3 separate regions of the Pan troglodytes genome follow, and all the other regions are linked to region 1. The links are chromatin contacts, called in public Hi-C maps. All regions are on one chromosome and are shown on one strand. The core of a region is the stretch at or near the end of the contact, and the rest is flanking DNA. Distances in the headings are between cores, read along the strand shown. Region 1 holds the start of SOX2 (SRY-box transcription factor 2). Region 2 overlaps CCDC39 (coiled-coil domain 39 molecular ruler complex subunit). Region 3 has its middle 430 kb from the start of ATP11B.

Region 1 (4,504 bases), core at 506-3,005:
ACAAAAATAGTCCCCCAAAAAGAAGTCCAGGATCTCTCTCATAAAAGTTTTCTTGTCGGCATCGCGGTTTTTGCGTGAGTGTGGATGGGATTGGTGTTCTCTTTTGCAGCTGTCATTTGCTGTGGGTGATGGGATTTTTTTTTTTTTCCTTTTTCTTTTTGAGCGTACCGGGTTTTCTCCATGCTGTTTCTTACTCTCCTCTTTTGCACCCCTCCCATTTCCCTCGTTTTTCTTTGAAAATTTCTCCCCCCTCCAGTTCGCTGTCCGGCCCTCACATGTGTGAGAGGGGCAGTGTGCCGTTAATGGCCGTGCCGGGCACCGGGCCGCTCTGGTAGTGCTGGGACATGTGAAGTCTGCTGGGGGCGGCGGGTTCCGGCACCTCGGCGCCGGGGAGATACATGCTGATCATGTCCCGGAGGTCCCCGGCCTGGCAGGGCGCCCTGGAGTGGGAGGAAGAGGTAACCACAGGGGGGCTGGAGCTGGCCTCGGACTTGACCACCGAACCCATGGAGCCAAGAGCCATGCCAGGGGTGCCCTGCTGCGAGTAGGACATGCTGTAGGTGGGCGAGCCGTTCATGTAGGTCTGCGAGCTGGTCATGGAGTTGTACTGCAGGGCGCTCACGTCGTAGCGGTGCATGGGCTGCATCTGCGCTGCGCCGTGCGCATTGAGGCCCGGGTGCTGCGGGTAGCCCAGCTGGTCCTGCATCATGCTGTAGCTGCCGTTGCTCCAGCCGTTCATGTGCGCGTAACTGTCCATGCGCTGGTTCACGCCCGCGCCCAGGCCGGCGCCCACCCCGACCCCGCTCGCCATGCTATTGCCGCCGGGGGCCAGCAGCCCGCCGGGCAGCGTGTACTTATCCTTCTTCATGAGCGTCTTGGTTTTCCGCCGGGGCCGGTATTTATAATCCGGGTGCTCCTTCATGTGCAGCGCTCGCAGCCGCTTAGCCTCGTCGATGAACGGCCGCTTCTCCGTCTCCGACAAAAGTTTCCACTCGGCGCCCAGGCGCTTGCTGATCTCCGAGTTGTGCATCTTGGGGTTCTCCTGGGCCATCTTGCGCCGCTGCCCGCGGGACCACACCATGAAGGCATTCATGGGCCGCTTGACGCGGTCCGGGCTGTTCTTCTGGTTGCCGCCGGCCGCCGCCGCGGTGGAGTTGCCGCCGCCGCCGCCGCCCCCCGAAGTTTGCTGCGGGCCCGGCGGCTTCAGCTCCGTCTCCATCATGTTGTACATGCGGGCGCTGTGCGCGGGCCCGGCCCGCCGGCGGCCGCCGACCCTCGGCCCGGCCGGGACTTTGGGGGGCCCGCGGGCGGGGGGAGAGGAGGAGGGGAGGCGGGCGGGGGTGTCGGGAGCGCAGGGCTCCGCGAGGAAAATCAGGCGAAGAATAATTTGGGGGAAAAAAAGAGAGAGGCAAACTGGAATCAGGATCAAAAAAAGCGCTTCCCTCCTCCTCTGGCCGATCCTGCCGCCGCCGATGATTGTTATTATTATTTTTTGGAAAGGCTTAAGCCTGGGGCTCAAACTTCTCTCCCTTTCTTTCTCTCTCCTCTTCTTTCTCTCAGTCCTAGTCTTAAAGAGGCAGCAAACTACTTTCCCCCTTTTGCAAACACTCTCTTCTCTGCCTTGACAACTCCTGATACTTTTTTGAACAAGTTAATAGACAACCATCCATGTGACGGGGGCTGTCAGGGAATAAATGGGTTTCTAGCGACCAATCAGCGCGCGGCGGCTCCTCCACTCGAGCCCAGCCTCGCTGCCGGGTTTTGCATGAAAGGGGGCGGGGCCTCCCGCGCCGCCGGCCGCGCGGGGGAGGCCGGGGGAGGAGGGGGCAGGCGAGGAGGGGGAGGAGGCTCCCAGAGCCAGCCTGCCAGCCACTGAGAAACCTTTGTATCCCCTCTCGCAGCAACAGGTCACACCACACGCCTTTTCGAAGGAAGTGGGTAAACAGCACTAAGACTACGTGGGGTTTTTTTTCTTTAAACTTAATATTGATTTACTTTTTGGTGCAGGGTACTTAAATGAGGATGGGACGCGGGAAGCAGCTAAGGTGCGGGGGTGGGGCAGGGCACAGTGGGTGGCTCAGGGCGGCTGTCCAACTCGTATTTCTGGAAACAGCCAGTGCAGGAGTTGGTGTGTCATTGTTCTCCCGCTCATCCACAGCACTCCCCCCCAACTCCAGCCCCTCTGGTGCCGCTCCCGTACTGCGTTCTTCCGCTCTCCTCTCTTACCTTACAGGTGCCAACACTCTCTCACACCCTTCTCACAGTCCCGACTAGAAGTTAGGAGACCCAAACCTCTGTCCTCAAAACCTTCCTTGCTTCCACGTAACTTGCTCTGTTCTTAAAAATAAATCCTGCTCGGACCATAAGGCAGACTCTAGAGCTGAGAACAAGCAGGCCTTGGTAAGCTGCCATCTCCCTGTCCAACTCAGCTCTTTGGCCCAGGAAACTGCAGCTCTTCCTCTTAGCCCCAGCCATATCTCCCACTAGACTGTCTTCATTCAACCGTAGCAAAGGGGATGCTTCTACTGTCTCCCCCCACTCCCCATTCCCATCCCATGCCTCCCCGAAAGAAGGGTTTCGGTCGTGCGGGTTTCAAATGGGGGCTGGGGAAAGACACAGACGGAAGGGCGCTCAAAAGTGCAGGCGATGGGGGAGGGTGATTTCAACTTCCTGGCATCCCACGGCACTGTATGGAGGTGGCTTTTGGGCCGCAGTCACAAACTCCCTCCCACGCAGAGTTCCCAGGACTCCAGCAGAACCAGCCCTGGCATTTTCCCCGTAGATTTCCATTGTGGTGGCCGCAAAGCCCAGGCCGCGCAAGGCTGGGGCTGCGCCGCAAAGGGGCTCAAGGCCTGGGAGGCGGGGTCGATGCTCTCCAGGCACAGGTGCAGGCAGCGCACACTGGGAGAAGGCGGCCGGGACTGGGGAAGGGGGAGCCCAGCAAGGCCCGGGTTAGAGGAGGATGAGATGGGGGCGGGGGTAGGGGCTCAGGAATCTTGCCCGCCCAGGACCCGAGAGGGTAATTTTAGCCGCTCTCCCATTGTCCCGACGTAAAGATTTCAATAGGTAGGCGCTCAATGCGGAGGGCAATGGCAGCACGTCCGTTACAAATAGGTAGTTTTGTTTCTCTTGTTGTCGCTACACGGAGTCAAACAAAGCCTCGTCTAAGTTTCCTTCCACTCTCTTGTTGGGATCTTTGTGGCTAAAATGCACTTGACTACAAAGGGTGGGGTGGGGGGGAATAAAGAAAAAAAAAAAAAACCTGATGCCATTTCTTTTTTATAAAGGGCTTAAACCATCAGGGTTACTTATTTTCTTTCTTCTGTAACACTCTCTCCGCCCCCTCCTCCCCTGGTCTACCCTTACTCACCCTAAGAAAATGTACTGAATAGTATCTACCAGCCACGTTCCATTTATTATCTTTACAAAACGGTGCATTGTTTTGTTCCTTACTAACCTTCTGCCCATAATCACTCCCCCGACCCCCAATTTCTCCAATCTCTGCCCTCCCTAGCCTGTTACTGTCAAACTCACACTAAATATACCCACTGGAAACTCAGAAAAGTTGTAAAAAAAGAATTCTGCAGACTTTCCTTAAGTTATTTCCAATCAACCTTCCTGCCCCCCGAAGGTTCTCCTTTTTCTCTCAAGTTATGGCTTGTTTTAGTTCTTGGGAACCCGGAAAGGGTGAGATTGGGTTTCTCAAAATGCATACATATTCGGCGCTCTTCAAAATACAGCACTGTTTTCTGTTTAATCGAGGTGTAATATTAAGGTAAACACGGACCTGGAGATTAGGAAAGAGAAAAGGTTGAGAAGATCTGGAGAAGAGAAGGCGGCCACCGGCTTTTCAGCGCGGCTGGTTTCAGGGATGTGGCTGGTGCGCCCCCTGCTGGTAGATTCGCTTTTCCAAGACTATTGCTTTTACCTTTAAAAGAAGGTATTTGAAAATAATTAAAGTAAAAAAAAAAAAAAAAGAGGGGGATGGAAGATCAGACTAATTATACATAATCTAAACAAAAGAAAAGTTAACATATCTTATAAGCTGCGGAACCAAATCATAAGAATCAGATTTAATTTGCCTAACTTAGAAATATACATACAACCTCGAGATAAGTGGGAGGTTAGACCATGGGAAAAAATAGGTACAAATTATGAGATTCAACATGTGAATGAATTATGATTGTCCAGACGCCACAAAGGGCAGACCAAGAATTCACTTTATGATTGTGTATGCATCGGTCTGCTTAATAGCATTATTCTAAAAACTTTAAAAAGCTTGTGGATAATTGTTTGAAGAAACAACCAGGGAATTGGTGTGGATAAGGGTGGTGTATATTTGTTAAAATAAATACTAATAACAGATGGTTATAGACACAAATCTTTTAAATCTCGTTGCTTTTCTCTCAAGGCACAATTTTTTTCCTTGGGAGGATATATAACAGCTTTTACACATTCTCAGATGCATGTGTTTGTGCATGAACTCTATAATAATGTATTTAAG
Region 2 (4,504 bases), core at 1,484-3,983, 910 kb after region 1:
ATATATTGAATATTAACTTGTTATGGACATCTTTATACTAAACAAATATGCTTCTACACCATATTTTTGTGATATTGTTGGACAACTTCAATTTAGATTGTTATAAAAAATACTGTGATGTGGTAAAGGGAACTCGAGGAGATACGGAAAAAAAGAAAAAATTAAAAAAGAAAAATACTGTGATGAACATACTTGTAGTTATAACCTTGCCTAAATTCTCAATTATCTCCTTAAGGCAAATTTCCAGGAGTAAGTTTTGATGCACATTGACAAATTATCCTTGAGGAAGTTATATTTCCATCAGCAGTAGATAAAAGCTCTTGTTTTCATACACATTAACATAGAATATTTTCAGTTAATTTGTTGGCATTTATTAAAATCCCTATGTGCTCGTAGTTCTGTTCTAAATGGTTGGCTGGTCCTGAGATACATAGGGGCAATGGTGTGACAAGCAGACCAGTTGGGCTGTAAAGTTTAAATGAGATAATCCATGTACAGCATATGTCAGAGTGTCTCTATATGCAGTAAATATTAAGAATATGGTAGCTATTTATTATTATTGTATTTTAGCTGGGAGACTTCCTCTTCATCTCCATCAAGAAAAGTATTTTTTTCAGCATCTAAATAGAATATAATCACCTTTTTGATGCCTTTCTTAATTTCTCAAAGGGATGATTTAGATCCTTTTTCTCTGCACTCAGCACACTCTATATGTACTTCTGTTGTATGTCATATCACATTGTAACATAATTATTCTTTTATCTCTTTGACTCTCAGTACATTGTGAATGCCTGTGAATAAGGACCATGTCTTATCTCTGCCCACAGCACTAAGTACAGGTCCTGACAATTGATAGAAATGCAATAAATGTTTGTTACATGACTGAATGGATGAAAAAGCAAAAGAATAAAGATTTTGCTCTTCAGATGGGTGACCCGAAACTTCCTCATGACTCCTTATCATAGAATGTAAAGTATGGAGAAAGTGGATAAGGACTATGGTCCCAGTTCTCGTGGAAGTTGGCAATAGAATTAAGAAATTATGAGGCAGCTGTGCTGAAAACTATGGTCAATGGTATCATTGGAGGTATCATCACAATACTTCTGATGTACAGGTAAAAGCTCCTTCTTTTCTGCCTATGTAGTCAGAGTATGTCATTGAAGAGGAGAAGCTTGTCTAGTTCTCTGTGAAGGAGGGAACGCTAGCAAGCAGATTTTCATGAGGCTATCTACCCAGACTACATTCTCGTTTCCTAATTCACATGGGCAGTCCATTTCAGTACTGTTATTCCACCACTCCCTGGCCATAATTGATTGAGTTAGGGTGGACACCTAACCCAGGAGGAACCAATCCATTCATTGTACTGAATCAATTAGATTGTATCTCTTAGAAATTAAGACCCAGAACCTGGCCGGACTCCATGTACTAAATGTTGGGAGATACTCTTAGATTAATTGCAAATTTTTCATTTTTACTTGTTATTTGAGCATGTTTGTTACTTCTAATTCAAGGAATTTTAACCAAGGCAGTAGGATCATTGATTTTACATGTATAGCAGTGCTTTGGAAAATATTCTGTCTCATAGTAGTGCCAGGGTTCTGTCTCAAAAAACATGTCAGAAGATGTCCTGCTAGTAGGGTGCCTTAAAGGCACTTCAGCCAAGGGGTCAAGATGGGCCTCAAAAATATTCTGTCTTGACTGTGATTTGGATGGGTCTTGGGGTATACCCTGGCCCATGCTAACCCTGGTGCAGCCATGAGAATCTCAGGATTTCTGGACTAGCCTTGCATCTTAGCATATTAGTAGAGAGAAGGATTGAGATCTTTTGGATTGGAAGCAACCTGCTGATATAAGGACAAAAGTGGCACAACTTGCTAGGGGTACAAATTTAAAAATATACATGTAGGGTGACTTATTCAGAATTTTGGAGTGAAAGTGGCATTATTCACAGTTATATCAGAACAACAGTTACAAAGTGAAATTGTCTTTGGCAAACAGGGCTATATTGTCACCATATCTCTGGGCGATTTGTAGCAATTTACATACATTTAATTAATAAGGATCATAAGAACTGGTACTTATTTGGGAATACTCATTTATTTTTCTTATTTTAAAATCAAATTTTTATTCATTGTACACAAAAATTGTAAAATGTAGATATATAGGAAGAAGGTAATAAACCTGTCATCCAGCTTTCAAGGATAATGACTGTTAATAGTTTGGTATATCTCTTTCCAAATTTTTCTACTTATTCATATAATACATTTAAATAAAAAAAATTAGACCATATTGTATGTATTATTGTATGAATTGCTTTTTAATGTCCTTTCCATGTGAACATTATTTTTAATGGTTATTTTCTAATTTGTTTATTATGTGCCATCATTTCTTTAACAATCCCTATTCTGGGCCTTTCAGGCAGTCTCCAGTTTCACTAATTGTGCTTTAAAAGGCCACTCATTCTCCTGCAATATTTTTTCTTGTGAAATAAATGTGGGGAAGTAGGAGTGGTTTGTACACAGGATCATGCCCTCAGAGATCTCTCGGGTTAGAAACGCACGGTGAACTGTATACATAAGCCTGTTAAAACATTTTAATTGGTCACCAAATCAAATGTCAGGTTTTTTTTTCCCTCTTCTTTCCAAGAAGACAAAGGGAAACATTTGGAAGCAAGTCCTGTGCACCCCCTTGTGTCACCAGGGTGGAATGTGCTGCTAGCATTCACATTCCTTCCCTGCATAAGAACAGACAGGCCTTCCGAATGCTAGAGAGGAAGTGAGCTTTCCAAAGGACACTGTGATGGAAATCAAAATACAAGAAAAGACAATGTAATATGTCTTTATATCTGAAGGGATTTCCTGTACCATGAAGTGATCTTGACTTTTAAGTACATTATTCGATAATTTTGTTTTCTTTTGTAGCCTACCTTTGGTATAATGCCATTTTGTATAATTAAAAAAAAAATTTTAACAGTAACATTCTCATTGTAGAAAATATTGAAAAGTATATAAAATTATTATAACAAAAGACCTAACAATTATTAACATTTTGATTTATTTTCTTCTAGTATTTTTTCTGCATATACACACATATACGTATATCCATATATAAACCGTATAGTGGATAGTATGGTGTTATAAGTGCTTGCCTCCTGCTTACTTTAAGTTGATGTTAAATTATCATAGAAAAGTCAGATTCCATATCTATCTTGTTCAGTGCTGAATCTCCAGTGCCAGGCAGAATACAAGGCATGTTGTAAACCTTTGATAAATGTTCATTTGATTACTGAATCTTATTGTATTTTGTAATTCACTTAATCATTTCCCTGTTGTACCTCATTTTCAGTTTGTTCACTATTATAAATCACACAGTGATTAATTTCTTTGTGCATAAAGCTTTTTCCACCTTCCTGATTTTTCCCTCAGGTTAAATTTCTTGAATGCAATGGTTAGATAAAGAAAATAAAAAAATTAATGTTCCAATCACAGAATGCCAAGCTGCTTTCCAATTCACATAAACATAAGCGGGGCCTATGAGTAAATGGCAGAGCTAGAAATCCAACTAAGATCTCCACCCAAAGCCTGCCTCCTTGACACTATTCTATGCTGCCTCTCCATCTATCTAGTTAAATAACTGATTGGACAATGATAATCTGAAGGCTCTGATTAATAAATTCTTATTAAGCCAATAATTCTAGCACAAAAAGGGAAGTTTTAGTTTGGCAGGGCTTTAATTTAGTAAAGCCATTCTGATTCATGATAACAGCGCCACCATTAGTCTAAATGGCACCTTTGTGTAATTTGGAAAAAGATAACCCTTCTCCAAGATATTTTGATGCCCTCTGCAGGAAAATTGTCTTAATAAATACATAAATCTATGAATATAGAGGCATGAATATAGAGCTATAAGGCACAAAACCTGGACAATTCTATTTTCTAAGTTCTTGGGAATTCTGTTTAATCTAGACGAGAGTTTTGTGAGGCTATAATTTTAAGCAAAATAAATTATATTTTCTGGAAGTGCCTTTTTGAAAATTATGATAACTTGCATCTTTCTTTTAATCTCTTGGTTCCTCTCTAGGTCTCTTTGTTTTTATAATGTTTCCAGTGTTTCTGCAATCTCATCTACAAATTCTCTTGCATCATAAATCTTCACAGTTTAAAGTGTGATGGTGGAAAATGTTGTTTTATAATAAAATTATTTATTTTTAAATGCTTACAAGCTATAATTTTAATATATTTAAAGCCAGTTTCATGTGTATATTTTTATTTGAAATAACTTTAAAAACATGGTTATTAGAGAAATATTAAAGTTTTATTTCTATAATATATTCACCCAGAGAATTTCTGTTATCCCTTCGATTATTTATCCCTTATGTTTCCATCAATTTAAAAAGTGTATTTGATATTCAAACATGACACCTTAGCCTCCAAGTGTAAATCTGTTAATATAAGCAGTGAGTGAGTCTTTACAGAAATATTATCATAAAAAATTTCTGTAAATA
Region 3 (4,504 bases), core at 696-3,195, 650 kb before region 1:
TGGAATTCAGCCAGTACACACTGGTACAGCTCTGTATTAAAATATTGAAATTCGTCTCTACGAGTTAATAAATAACCACTACTCTCAGTGCCCCCTGCCCCAACACACTGTCCCAGCCTCCTTGATGTCAATGCTGGGGCTCCTTTAATCTCCTTCATCCAGCAAGGAGCTTCCAGGACCCTGCCATGATGTCTGTTCTACTTGGTTGTGCCCATGACTTATTGGTGTTAAACATTTTGAATATATCCCTCTGTGCCCACAGAGAAAACTTGGAAGATCAATTATACTAGTTATATTGAAACTCTTGATAAATTAATTTTGTCATTGATATATATATAATTTCTTAATTATATATATACATATAATATAATTTAATTAATTTCTTAATTTCTGCTATTGGCCCTTCTATTATTGCTTTAGGAACTTCACACTAATGCGAGATGAGAGAGAGAGAAACAGCCATTAGGAAACAGGTTTGAGGGCCCACAGGCCCACATTGGACATGAGTTTGGCCATATTCAATTTTATTGAACATCTTGAAGCATTTAAAACAATACAATGTCCTGTGGAACCCAGATACATACAGCCAGGTGTTTTTCTCTTAATATTTAAACCCATTTTATGGAAGATTTAATCCATATGTTAAATCTTTGACTTCAAAAGGCATTCCTTGAAAGGCTAATAGAAATGATGAAAAACGGGTCTAAAGATTATGTTCAAAGATGTCATTTATGGATTGGGGATAAAGGTCTGAGGAGAGAGAGAGAAACTTGGGGGAGTTTCATGAAGTCATTTAAGTATGTGAAATGTTCTAGAGCACAAGGGAACTCTTGACATTTCATAATCATACAATCTTTTTTCATTTCCAAAGAGCATGTTTTTGAGACAGTGCATAATATAGCTATTTGTTCTCTTAGACACATCTCAGGGAAGAAAAAGAAGTTAGGAAAATGAGCCCATTGTTTTTCAAAATTAGTGACAAACTTCAAAATAATTCCAAACAAACCTCAAATAAAACATTTTCCCCCTACTGTGAATCCCATTTAAACTGTTTGGGTCAGTCTGTTTTAATGAGTCACATTCATGCTGACACATCCACACACTTCAGACAAAGACGACTGTACCTCTAAACCCATTTAAAAATGATAGATGACTGTCAGCTTTGTGAAAGCAGCACATGCAGTGGCTTGATAGCGCAGAATGAAAGCAATCTACAAGTGCAAGTCTGTTTCTTTTGGCAACGGAAGGAGTTGCTAATGGATTCATCATTTTCTGTTAAGCATGAATGTCAAACAAAAAAACATTTAGGGCTCTATTCAACTGAATTTCCGGCTCGACGCTTGCCAGCCATGGAAGCCCTGTGACTTGGAACCTGCGCAGCCCAAGCCTGATTCTTGTTTCCAGAGTTCCGTGGGGCCAGTGCCACGGAACTTGGAATTCTGCCGAGGGCTCCTCCTCCTCTCTTCACCTCCCCCTCTCCCCTTTTCTCTCCAATCGCATGAAGCCGCCAGTCGTGCTTCCTAAGTGAATGCCGTCTATGGAGCAGAGCTGGTTGCCAACTCTTACACCAGCTGACTCCACCTCGGGATCACATAGGAAGTCCACCAACACCACTCAAGAAGGGATGGCAGAGTGAGGACTTCTTGTATCCAGAGATTCTGGGGCCTTTATGCCTTGGAATTCATTGCGGTCGAGTGGGCATCACACACTTCCTATTTTGGCGTCGTAAATATGCAACATGTCCCGGACTCTTTCTACAAACAAAAAATAAACACAAAAATAATAACAGTTAAAGTGCCTGGGCTGCAGAAATGCGACGTTAGCCTCTGAATGGACCTTGAGAAGAACTGGGGGGAAAATTCTGGCCTTAGAACACAGCTCTTTTTATATCCTTAACCACAGAAGAGCTCCCTCTGTCTGGGAGAATGGCTTCTTCAGTTGAGCACACAGTGGACAGCTGTAGGAGTGTGCTGAGCCCAAACACATCAGTAACGTCCGCCCTGGCAGGAGAGAGGTTACAGACCCCAGGCCCTCACGTGCCAGGCCAGTGCCAGCCCTGCCAACAGCTGTGTGGTCTTGGAAAAGTCTCTCCACCCCTCAGTGCCTCAGTTTTATCACTTGGTTGTTTTTGAGGATTAAATGAGATCACGTGAAATCAGGAGGGTAAACTATAAATCACTACACAAGTGTATATTGTTATTAACTGAACTGTTTTAATTAATAAAATAAATTAATAATAAATACTAAGAGCTAATGTAGGATGGTCTAAGGGAGTTTAGAACAGAGAAGCGAAGAGATAGATTCCTGGCAACTCCATTTTTTGTTCTGTGACCTCGAGAAAAATCAGTGCACCCTTTAAACTGGAATGGAAATACTTATTCCAATAAGTCATATTTTGACTATACAGTGCCATGGATTTGTACATTATTCAGTCTTTGGAAGACCTAGACAGCTCTCACTTCTCCAGATATCAACCCTAATGTCAATCATTCCACCGCTCTAGCTTTACTCTTCAGCATTTCCCAGCAAATGGGACTCCCCTCGCCCAGTTAAAATCCAAACATGTAAAAGGATAGGAATTCATGCTTAACTTAGCAATTAGCATTTAGCAGGGTATGGCTGGATTAAGACACGAGGTTGATGCTAGTGGGCTAGGGGAGGAAACAAGATACCAGGAGAAAGGAAAGAAAGCTCTAAAATCAACTTCACTTTTTTTTTCAGGCATGCCTTGTTCCTCTCCTGTCTTTAATGTTCAATGATATTGTGAAGATAATTGCAACAAGTTGTGAAATGTTGCCAGTACCTTTATAAATTACAGGACTATAAGTGATTTCATGTGACATTGATATTGATGATTACTTCAGCCTGAAGGATAAAGGCAGAACTTGTATAGGGATGAATTAATGGTCTTACCTGAAGATATTTTAATCTAAAATTGTAAATGTTACCTCCTTCAGGAAACCTTCCCTGATCCTCTAGATAGAGTCAATCACAGTATATATTTCAAAATATGTATTTCTCATATCACTTGTTTGTATGTTTGTTTGTTTTTTCTTTTTTACTTTTATCTTAAGTTCAGGGGTACATGCGGTACATGTGCAGGTTATATAGGTAAACTTATGTCATGGGGGTTTGTTGTACAGATTATTTCATCACCCAGGTATTGAGCCTTGTACCCATTCATTATTTTTCCTGATCCTTTCCCTCCTTCCACCCTCCACCTACTGGTGGGCCCCAGTGTGTGTTGTACCCCTCTATGTGTCCATGTGTTCTCATCATTTAGCTCCCACTTATAAGTGAGAACATGTGGTATTTGGTTTTCTGTTCTTGTGTTCGTTTGCTAAGGATAATGGCCTCCAGCTCCACTCATGTTCCTGCATAGGACATGATCTCGTTCTTTTTTATGACTGTGTACTATTCCACGGTGTATATATACCACATTTTCTTTATCCAATCTATCATTGATGGGCATTTAGGTTGAGTCCATATCTTTGCTATTGTGAATAGTGCTGCAACAAACATATATGTGCTTACAATACATACATATTAAGTGTGAGTTTGACTCTTTTAACTCTATATTCAATACCTTTTTAAACTCTATATTCATGTAGTAGTTAGCACATTGTAGGAACTCAGAAAATATTTGTTGAATTTAATAGATAAAATATCTGAAGGACAAAGTAGATCAGGCAATCATTCTCCTAGTGTATCCAAGACTTGGTCTACTTAGCAATCAAAGCTAAAGATGCTTTTCAGCAGAATATTAAACTCCATAAAGGATTAGTTGCCCTAAGGTTTTTTAAAATGCTGCCACTTAGATGATACTTTAATAGAATTAAATGGTATTTTGCTGAAGCATTTAGCTAAATTTTATATGCCCATACCTCTTAGAAATATAACCAAACCCACCCAGGAATTATCTATACATACATGATAGTATATTGGTAAAGCTACATGCCAAATGTCACTTTAACTTGCAGAAATGATCAGATTCTTATTCCACAGGGCTGGTTTCAATGAGGAATTTTCAGAATGATGAAACCAGATTTAGCTGGTAGCAATTATTGGTACATTTCAGATGAGCTCAGCATGAAGAATAAGACTGAAGAAAGATTAAGTCTCAAATACTAAAGGAGAGAAAAAAAATGAAAAGAGAGACCAAAAGGGTTTGAAAAGCAGGAAAGGACCGGTTATCTGCAGGATGCTGGTATTCTTATGTGAGATGGTGTGACCCAGTCTGGGTTGGAATGTTATCTCTATGTGATCTGCAGAATTTCTCTCTTGACTGTAGCAACTGCAGAAGAGTGAATTAAAGTCTTAAGGAGAAAAATCAATAAAGAAAAAAAAGATAAAAGCAATATGGCTGGAGAGCATTTCAAAAACTATATAAAAGTCTCTTAAATGGCCATGGAGGACTAACCAGTATTTATAAGGGTTTAACAGGAATACCAATAAGAATAGATTTGTTGGTCTCCTTAGAGGAACAAAAAGGCTTCTGGATGGT

The links. A called contact is a pair of places that touch in the nucleus more often than the background predicts.
Region 2: a Hi-C map of stem cell-derived neural progenitor cells shows a contact between it and region 1, with 8 times the contacts expected there. The contact joins the enhancer-like site here to the promoter of SOX2 in region 1. A contact is called at or near these places in 1 of 7 Hi-C or Micro-C datasets (stem cell-derived neural progenitor cells) and 1 of 1 datasets of contacts at active chromatin or transcription factors (stem cell-derived excitatory neurons).
Region 3: a contact with region 1 is called in a Hi-C map of induced pluripotent stem cells, with 2.0 times the contacts expected there. The contact joins the enhancer-like site here to the promoter of SOX2 in region 1. A contact is called at or near these places in 2 of 7 Hi-C or Micro-C datasets (induced pluripotent stem cells and stem cell-derived neural progenitor cells).

Annotation. Positions count from the first base shown.
Region 1 is chr2:184,886,181-184,890,684 of NHGRI_mPanTro3-v2.0_pri, reverse strand. It overlaps SOX2 (SRY-box transcription factor 2), which reads right to left and starts at 1,755. Exons shown (of 1, transcript XM_516895.9): 1 at 1-1,755. The coding sequence starts at 1,231. The coding sequence ends at 272.
Region 2 is chr2:183,976,135-183,980,638 of NHGRI_mPanTro3-v2.0_pri, reverse strand. The region is part of intron 2 of CCDC39 (coiled-coil domain 39 molecular ruler complex subunit); the gene reads left to right. Among named protein-coding and RNA genes, the nearest start is that of CCDC39, 65 kb to the left of the region's middle. Within about 2 kb of position 2,733, at least 3 of the 24 cell types and tissues checked have an H3K27ac peak or open chromatin away from gene starts, as enhancers often do. A contact at or near this core is called in stem cell-derived neural progenitor cells, where this site is marked.
Region 3 is chr2:185,536,927-185,541,430 of NHGRI_mPanTro3-v2.0_pri, reverse strand. No RefSeq gene overlaps it. Among named protein-coding and RNA genes, the nearest start is that of ATP11B, 430 kb to the left of the region's middle. Within about 2 kb of position 1,945, at least 10 of the 24 cell types and tissues checked have an H3K27ac peak or open chromatin away from gene starts, as enhancers often do. A contact at or near this core is called in induced pluripotent stem cells, where this site is marked.